Regions from separate parts of the Mus musculus genome. Here all the other regions are linked to region 3. A link is a contact called in public Hi-C data. All regions are on one chromosome and are shown on one strand. The core of a region is the stretch at or near the end of the contact, and the rest is flanking DNA. Distances in the headings are between cores, read along the strand shown. Region 1 has its middle 76 kb from the start of Gm34499. Region 2 has its middle 18 kb from the start of Gm34499. Region 3 has its middle 230 kb from the start of Gm34499.

Region 1 (3,053 bases), core at 311-2,810, 150 kb before region 3:
CACCAGAGCACACACAGTAGCTCAGTAAATACATGAAGCCTCCAATCAGGTCTCTCAAAACAAAAGAAAGCAATGGCTTCTCCAGATGTAGCACAACCCTTTTATTTAGGGCAAGTCTTAATTTTCCAATTTTTGCACCTCCTCCAAGCATTGTGGTCTTGAAAGAGGCCATCTAGAAAGATGCTAATTTGAGAGTTCCAGGCATCTCCTCAGCAGCCTGTGACAGTTTATTCCTAGTCAAAGCTACATCTTTTCAAATGGAAACTCACATTTCAGTCCGAAATGACAACTCAGGCCCAAAGCACACACTTCACGTGGCACCAGGGTAAATACTGAACGCTTTCACAGACTTTGTCCAAATTAAACACTGAGAAATCCCCAGAGGCTTTAGTTTCCTGAAGTGAAGAAAAATCATACTTCTTCCAGCTTTCACTAGGAAATATCACACAAAATCCCATGTTTTCATCTCCCCGGATATGTGTGCAATTGATACACAATCGAAGGATCATTTTCATTTTTTAAGGTTGGAGAGCTAGTCACTCAGAAAGTGATGACGTCGAGTCCCAGCATTCACTCCAATCCCATACAGCTATAGATAAGCTTCTTGCTTTCCTCCCAGTTCAGGGTGATCTCGAAGTGCTGCTCACATAGCCAATCAAAAGCCAGAGAACCATCATTTGTTTTCACTTTCTGAAACCGTTTTCAGGAACACAGTGATCAGCATATGCTGACTTCTAGAAATATTAGCTGCAGAACTGGCAGCCAGCTTTGGCCTCCGTACCCATCCATATGCTTATTAGATCACTTGTACAAACGTTCAATTGTCGTTGCTCTCCTCTCCCGCTGCAGTGTTTGAAAGCAGTTCCTTTATGTTGCCTTCCCAAGGACTATGGGCTTCGGTCAAATTTTAATTGAAACATGACCCTGGCACTGCTTTGCTAAAATTAATTGAGATTAAGATTTATGAACATTCCTTGAGGTTTGAAAGAACTGTAGTAGTTGCAATTTAAAACATTAGTCAGCATTCAGGAGTGCTGTCCAATTTCTAAAATGCACAGGAACTGTGGTACTTTGCTGCTGTTTGAACATGAGAACGAACAGTGTGCACATTTGAGCAGATCTGCACGGCGTGATGAAGTCAGAGAACCTGATGGAACCTGGAAAGATTGTCCTGTCCCAGCACTTAGCTTCAGGTCTTTTAAGACCACCCAAGAGAAATGAGATTTATTGTATTGTGAAAGCTCATTCCCAAGAGATGTTTTCCTTCCTTAAAAATAAATCATTTGTCAACCTTTATTGACAAGAAATATTTGTATAAAAATACCGTGATGAAATCCATTGTTTTGTACAACAACAACAAAAAAACTTTCAGAATGAGATAAAAAGATTACAATACATATATATGTCCTTATTGCCTTATTTGTTTTGAAATACCTTCACACTCATTAGGTAACTTCAAAAATCCCCTGGTAGTTCATGTGGTGCTTACCATTCCCATTTTATAGATGAAACACTGAGACACAGGCGTTACACAGTTGCCCTCAAACCTCATTAGAGAGATGAGTCATAGCTGGGAGTGAGAACACAGAGCCGAAACCTTCATTCCTGAGTGCTTTGTCAACCCCACATTCTTCCCGAATACATCCAAAATAAAAAGCAATCACATGTGAGTGGCCAAACAATGGTAATCAGATCGTCACAAACCACTGGCTACTGCCAAAGGACCTGGCCACGAGCTGTGTCCCTCTGCATTTGGGCTTCCCTTTGTCTCCTTTCCGTAGAATGAAAAATGAATAGTGATTGTCAACAAAACAAATGCACTTTACTTCACAGTCTTCTAACCAAAGTCACAAACAAGTGGCTCTCAAATATGCCCGGAGACAAATTCTTTAGCTGACATGCAGTAAGCAACACAAATGAATCTGTGCTCCTATCTGACTGGCTACATTGCTATTGTTCTCCTATCAGGTCTCCTTGGTGAGCTTTAATTAATATCAGAAACAGCACAGGAAACATCCTTAATTATTCCTCTTGTGTTCAGAATAAATGTAGTCCACTCAAGGCAAAGTAAACGGCAAGTCTTTGAACTTGAGCGTTATCTTTGTCCTTTGGCTTACAAGGACTCTGTGTTATCAGACATGATAATTTGTTCTCTGTGATACCCTCACTGAAATTAATTTTGTTGTAGTCTAGCATACGTTTCCTCTTGCTGATACTTTCACTCTTGGCAAGGTCTTATCTGGGCAGTTAGGGCAGCCCTCGTCTGGCTCTGTCTGCTGAGGCTCAATAGCTGCAGGGGCAACAATGTTGTTGTTTTAAACAAAGATGTTTACTTTGTTATTAATGTAAAATTTAATTCATTTCCTCTTTTTAATCTTCTCATGGGGCAGACAGAAACCCCACCCTCCTTTCTTCTTCTTGTCAGAGATGATGGTCTGGGACTTCATTGCTAAGTTTCCTTGGAAACATCCTCTCAGATCCTTCCAAATACACTGTCATCACAAGGGAGGAGCCATTTTCAGACTCTGCTCCCTGCACCCTGGCTTAAACTCTCTACCATCCAGGGCTAAAAATGGCCTTTGCCCCTTTTTCTTTTTTTCTTTTTCATGGTGTCTCTCTCTCTCTCTCTCTCTCTCTCTCTCTCTCTCTCTCTCTCTCTCTCTGTGTGTGTGTGTGTGTGTGTATGTGTGTGTGTGTGTGTATGTGTGTGTGTTGTATACCTGTGTTCATATATGGGTATTGATATCAGGATATTGTCCACAGTTGCTTCTCTGCCTTATTTTTGAGACAGGCTTTCTCACTGAACCCAGGGCTCAGTGTTTCAGCTGCAGTGGCTGGCCAAGAGCGCCCAGAATCCTCCTGGTCTCTGCTCCCTAAGTGCTGAGGTTAAAGATACACAGCAGTGTCTGGTTTTCGTTTGTTTGTTTGTGTCTCTTCGCTTTTTAATAATGGATAGCAGGACTCTGAACTCGGATCCTCATGCTTGCCAACAGGTGCCTTGCCCAGGCAGTCATCTTTCCAGTCCTAGTTTCATCTTCAAATATTAAAGTTGC
Region 2 (3,005 bases), core at 46-2,545, 210 kb before region 3:
GGTGGCTGTCCTGGAACTCACTCTGTATGTAGATCATGCTGGTCTTAAAATCTCAGAGATCCACCTGCCTATGCCCCCCCCCACAAGTGATAGGATTAGAGGTGTACACCACCAGCCCAGCTGTCTTTTCTCCTTTTAATAAAACATTTAATTTCAATCAAGTCCAGCATAACATACTTTGGTCTAATGGATTTTGCTTATGTTTTATGCCTACATGCAGTTCTTCAAGCCCTGAGTTTAGAAGACTTTCTGCTCTGCTATTTTTGAAAAATCATTGTATCGTTTATTTTTATCATGTTATGGTTTATTTGTTTTAGTTTAGGTGTATGAGTGTTTTGCGTGAATATATATCTGTGTATCATGAACATGCCTGGTGCTCCCAGGGATCAGAAAAGGGCATTGGGACTTGAATAATAAATGATTGTGAGCCTCTATATAGGTGCTGGGACTCAAACCTGGGTCCTCTGGAAGGGCAACAAGTGATCTAACCACTGAGCCATCACTCCAACCCCTCTAGTTTTCTGTTTTACACTACATTTATGATCATTTGAGTTGATGACTTAATTTTCAGATATCCTATTTAATTTATATGTTTTTAACCTATGGATGACTAATGGCTTCTATAACATTTATGAAAAACAACACCCTTCTTCCACCTATGTTTTAACCTTTGTTGAAACTCAGTTGGCTGCACTTCAGTGGCCATTTCTAGATTTTTAGAATTTGATCTGTATAAGGTTGATTACTATAACTAGTGGGTCTTGACTCAGAAAAGGCGACTCTTCTCCCTCTCCTCCTCCTCTTTCAACATGTTTTAGTTTCTCTTAACATTGAATATAAATTTTATGACAATTTGGTAAATATCTACCTCCCCTCAAGGTTTTTATAAAGCTTATGGTAAACATATATATCACTTTTGGGGGAGGGGTTGAAATCTTTACTATATATTGATTTTGAGAGATCTATCTACTATTAAATGTTTCTCTAACTACCTAGGTATTTTTAAATTTCACTCATTAGCATGAAAATCTGTTTTGGTTGTGAGGCCTCACTAAGGGTTTCTTTATTTTGAAAAGGTGCAAATAACACCATGCTTTTCGTCTGTCCTCGTGTACGCTGTTACTGGTTCATAGAAGCAGAAGTGACTTTTTGTGTCGCTTTGTTTTGTTTTATCAATGTCTCCAAATCTGAGTAATTTTGAAGAAAGGGTGTTAATTAGCTGACAGTTTTAGAGGCTAAACATGTAAAATCGGGCAGCTCTGTTTCTCTTTTGACGTTGGTGAGGACTCTGTTGGGTGACAGCCAAGTGGAGCAAAGGACAGAGGTCTGTGTTCCTAACTGACCAAGCATGCAGGGAGGACATGCTTGATTCTTCTAAAATAAATGACTTATTTTACTTTGCTTGTGTGGATGTTTCCCCTGCATGTATGTAAATGTCCCATGTGCATGTGGTCCCTGAGGAGGTCAGAAACCAGTGTCAGATCCCTGAGAACAGGTGATATAGATGGTTATGAGCTACCATGTGGGTGCTGGGAATTGAACCACGGTTCTCTGCAAGAGCAAAAAGGGCTCTTAGCTATGTAGTCATTTCTCTAGTCTGCATTCATATTGTAATAGCCTATTCTTTTAGAGCTAACTCACTTTATATAAGATCAGAGTTCATCTCTTTCAGAGGCAATGGCCTTCCAATCTAATTAGTTTTTCCTAGATGTTGTCTCTCAAAGGCTTTATGTTTTCTTACCATCACCATGCTGGGGATCATGCTACCAGCTCATGAAACTTTGGAGAACAAACCACACCCAAGGCAGAACATTTACATCCTGCTCCAGTTTCTAAACTATGTGTTACTTCTGTAGTAGTTGCTCTTGCTGTCAAAAAAAAAAAAACAAAAACAAAAACAAAACAAAACAAAACAAAAAAACACCTGGCATGCAGTTTAAGGAAGAAGGGTTCCGTTTGGCTTACAGGTGAGTGCACATCCCACCACGGAAGGAGAGACACAGTGGCAGGAGCTGGAGGTGGCTGGTTACATTAAATCCAAACTCAGGAAGCAGCGAGAAGTGGATGCTGGTGCTCAGCTCAAATTCAGCTTTGTATTTCATCCAGAGCCCCGTCCCATGGAATGATATGAGCCACAGTTAAACTGATACCCTCAGTTAAAGCCTTAAGACCTTTCTGAGAACACCCCCAGAGACATACCCACCTGTGGTTCGGTGGTGATTCTGAATCCAGGCAAGCTGACCACCCTGTTTAGCCGTCCAACTTCCATGGACACTTTTTAAAAAGAAGTGTTTAAACTTTTCATGTAGGCTACAGTGTCTTCTGTAAATAGGAACAGTCCGATTTCTCACTTTTAGACGTAGGTACCTTTTATTTCCTTTTGTTGTTTGACTTCAATGGCCAGAACTTCTAGTACTGTGCTGAAGGACACAGTAAGAACATGTATTCTTCCCTTGTCTGCAACTGTGGTGGTTGGAATGAGAATGGCTCCCACAAGCTCCTATGTTTGAATACTTGGTTCCCAGTTGGTGGAACTATTTGGGAAGGATTAGGAGGTGTGGTCTTGTTGGAGCAGGTGTGTCACTGGGGCTTTGACATTTGCATGTTTGCATGTCTAAATAGTTTTTTCCATATTTTTTCTCTTTATTTAGCTTGGGATGTTATATTTTACTCCTTTAGTTACTTGAAAATATTTAGTCCTCATTTTAAAATTTTACAAGATTTAATTTGCAAAATACATTTATTATCCATCCAAATAATATAAATATCTCACAATAGCTTATCTTTGATGATAGCTTACCCTGTGTCTTTGTAATAGAGCATTTGAGTATTATTTTTTTTTCTAGAATATGCAAGACACTACTATTGCTTATGCTCCCAATGTTTGTGTCAGTGCATACATTTATTAAATTCTCTTTTGGTTTTCTGCATCCAATACTTTCCATGTTAGAACATTGCTCTGCTAGAGATACAGGAAGGCTTCCTCTGGTTAAGTTGGTAGCTAG
Region 3 (2,931 bases), core at 284-2,783:
GCCCCTTCAGTGAATGAAGCACTGGAATTTATTTTCCCACTGAGGTTAGGGATAGCCAAGACCTCATTCGGGGCCATGCGTCTATAACCTACCAAAAAGCTGGAAGACAGTCACCATTTCTGAGATAAAGCAATGATCTCTATGGTTTAAAAAGATGAAATACATAGCTAAGACTTGAGCGATTAAGCAAAGGCTACAAGAATTCATCTCTCAGCTTTACTCATTTCTGTCACTATTTTATATACACTGAAGCTGACTTCAGTAATGGAAGGCATCCACTTCCTTTATGTATGTGAATTATGTTTCTGGGGCTCTCAGCATGAGAGTGGTACAGAATTCTTGATAGGCTGAAGAGAGGGGCCACAGATTTTATAAGTGCCTTGTGCTTTTCCTCTCAGAACCTGCTTTTCACATTTCATTTCTTTCCCTGTCTTCCTCATCATTCTTTTTGTGGTCAGTCGGGTTGCCACCCAAACCCACAGTGACACCTGCTGGCTAATCAAATATGGCCCGACTTGCTGCAATCAAAGCAACCCAGGGAGTGTGTTAAACTAGCATTAACTACTACAAGATTCTTTCAAACTCAGGAAGGTGAGAAAAGCCTGAATGACTATGGTTAAGGGTTGTTTTGGAAAATCTTCCCGAGGCAGTAAACATGTAAAATGTAAAAACTGTGGGTTTCTTTCTTTTCTTTTCTTTCTTTCTTTTTTTTTCCCCCCTTTGAGAGTTTTAAGTACAACCTGGACCATGAACCAATTATTTAATTGTGAGATAGAAGTTATGCAAATAATTCATGGCAAGTCACTCTTTGTAATGTTTGCATCAGTCACATTTTTATTGCATATGGTAGCACGTAACCATCACGAAACAAAGTTCCCCAAAGAACAGAATACGCACATGGACGGTTCTTTTTTCTCTCTGACACAAAGGGTTAAGTTGTTAGACTAACACAGTCCTTCTTAGGATTCTTCACAACTTTCCCAACCTTTGAGGAAGTTTCTTTACTAAAAAATATTGATATTTGCTCAATTGTAGGGATTTTATACATGAGTAATTTTGGTGGGGTACCTTTTTGTGGATGTTTGCTTTATTTCAAGCAAATCCATTTCTGACTTGAAAGGACAAATTCTGTTTTGTTTTGTTTTGTTTTGTTTTAAAGACAACAGGGATTTTTTTTTTAATGTGGGGACATTTCTTAAAATATTGACATTTTTCATTCAAAGGTTAAACTCGAGGAAAAGCTTCTCCATACACGGGCTCATAGTTGAAACAAGAGGTTGTCCCCAAAGGCTTGTAGCAGCCGATGTGTACTGGACAGAATTCTTGGCCCTCTTCATCCTCGCTGTGTGTTCTCAAAGCCAGAACTTCATTTAAGCATGACCTTAGAAGATGAGTGATCCTCTCAGCATTTCCTGGTATTTGGGGAAAGGAATGTTTTTATTTGACTGCAGATGTCACTGGGTTTACAGGAAGGATTTGGTAACACATTCATGCCAATACTGCACTTACCCCGGATTTTTGCTCTGTAGGAAGAACACATGTCAAGGCTCACTGTTTGTTAAATGGGGAGGTTCAGTACACCAGAAGCGTCTATTATAAACATTGTGACTCCGTGCAATTTACAAAATGTTCTATCTCCATTAAACAATAAACCCTTGACCCCAGAGCTCAGTTTGGGGATTCTGTGATTCGAGAAGGTACACATAATGGATGGCGATAATAAATGAAGAGGTCAGAAGGTTAAGAAAAACTGTTTAATTATTTCTCTCTCTCGAGTGTGTGGGCTGCAGATGAAGGTGTGTTTCGTCTGCGGTCCTCCTGGAGAAACCCTGTACGGACGGGACCCACCCAGGCAGGCCAGGCCAGGCAGGGCAGGAAAGCAGGTTGCTGGCCCTCAGCTGTGTTTGTGAACTCGTCGTCTCTAGATACCCTTCCATCTCTGAAGCTTTGCAGCTTCTGCCAGGAGTCCCAGTGCCAGGCCCTGGGTTCATCATCTGTTTTCCGAAGAGTTTGGATTTGTTAGCATGAGAAATTCATTGCTCACAGTTGCTTCCCAGCTGTGGCACTGGTGAGTGCAGCCTTTTTGCCTTATTTATTTGTTGAAAACTATGTTCTGTCCTCTCTTGGAAGTTCTCTTATGTAACCAGTCCTGGATGCAAGCCCTCGGGCACTCAGTCTCAGGCCCTCAGCTTGCTTGTCAGTGAAAGACCTCCCCCTCGAGCAGACTCCTCACTTGAACTTCACAAGGTCAGGGTGTCCGCCTGAGGGCAGGACGTGGCAGTTCTCAAAAATCTTGCTGTTCTCCAATTCCTGCCGTGGAGAAATAGATGAAGTCTGTAGACTTGGGCTTTGGTTGGAGAACTGGGACTGGGATAGGGGGGGTTCTCAATGTAGCTTGAGAAGCAGGTGAAAGGACCTTCTAGAAGCTGTTCTGCCCAAAATTCCTTCAAGAGTCCAGTGTGTTCAAAGCAGGAGCCAGCAAGGAATGCTTTGTCGGTCTCCCTCCATCCAGGGTTTGAAGGTTAGAGGACACTTCTGTGGTTGCCAAATAAAGGCGAATCCTTTAGTGCTTCCTAGCTTTCAGCCAATCCCAAACACATTTACAGTAAATTGCTGCCTGTTTCGCTCCATCGAGACTTGTGGAAACCGGATCAGAAGCAGCTGGTCAGACAAACTTTGGCTTCTAAAGTCTAGCAGAAATGCATTGTGAAGAAAAGGAACCTGGCCTGGCTTTGATTGAGACACTTAAGGTTTCCACCCCACCTCCCCGATAATCTGGGAAAACAAAACAAAACAACAACAATGACAGCAATAGTAAACAAACCCAAAGCTAAAACTATAATGAAATAATGACAGCAATTTATTCACTTGTGGTCTTAAAGTGGAAGAAGGTACAGTTACCTTCACATTCCACAAGGGAAGAGAAAACTT

What was found. Hi-C and Micro-C count contacts between places; a contact is called where the count stands out from the background.
Region 1: a Hi-C map of muscle stem cells shows a contact between it and region 3, with 2.4 times the contacts expected there. The contact joins two enhancer-like sites. A contact is called at or near these places in 3 of 39 promoter capture datasets (the 3T3-L1 cell line and liver), 13 of 484 Hi-C or Micro-C datasets (the HL-1 cell line, Sertoli cells, cortical neurons and 6 more) and 2 of 115 datasets of contacts at active chromatin or transcription factors (heart atrium and pancreatic cancer cells).
Region 2: a Hi-C map of liver shows a contact between it and region 3, with 2.6 times the contacts expected there. The contact joins two enhancer-like sites. A contact is called at or near these places in 2 of 484 Hi-C or Micro-C datasets (both in liver) and 3 of 115 datasets of contacts at active chromatin or transcription factors (astrocytes, fibro-adipogenic progenitors and kidney).

What each region holds. Positions count from the first base shown.
Region 1 is chr14:46,143,503-46,146,555 of GRCm38.p6, reverse strand. No RefSeq gene overlaps it. Among named protein-coding and RNA genes, the nearest start is that of Gm34499, 76 kb to the left of the region's middle. Within about 2 kb of position 1,560, at least 53 of the 459 cell types and tissues checked have an H3K27ac peak or open chromatin away from gene starts, as enhancers often do. A contact at or near this core is called in muscle stem cells, where this site is marked.
Region 2 is chr14:46,201,326-46,204,330 of GRCm38.p6, reverse strand. No RefSeq gene overlaps it. Among named protein-coding and RNA genes, the nearest start is that of Gm34499, 18 kb to the left of the region's middle. Within about 2 kb of position 1,295, at least 3 of the 459 cell types and tissues checked have an H3K27ac peak or open chromatin away from gene starts, as enhancers often do. A contact at or near this core is called in liver, where this site is marked.
Region 3 is chr14:45,991,418-45,994,348 of GRCm38.p6, reverse strand. No RefSeq gene overlaps it. Among named protein-coding and RNA genes, the nearest start is that of Gm34499, 230 kb to the left of the region's middle. Within about 2 kb of position 1,533, at least 18 of the 459 cell types and tissues checked have an H3K27ac peak or open chromatin away from gene starts, as enhancers often do. A contact at or near this core is called in liver and muscle stem cells, where this site is marked.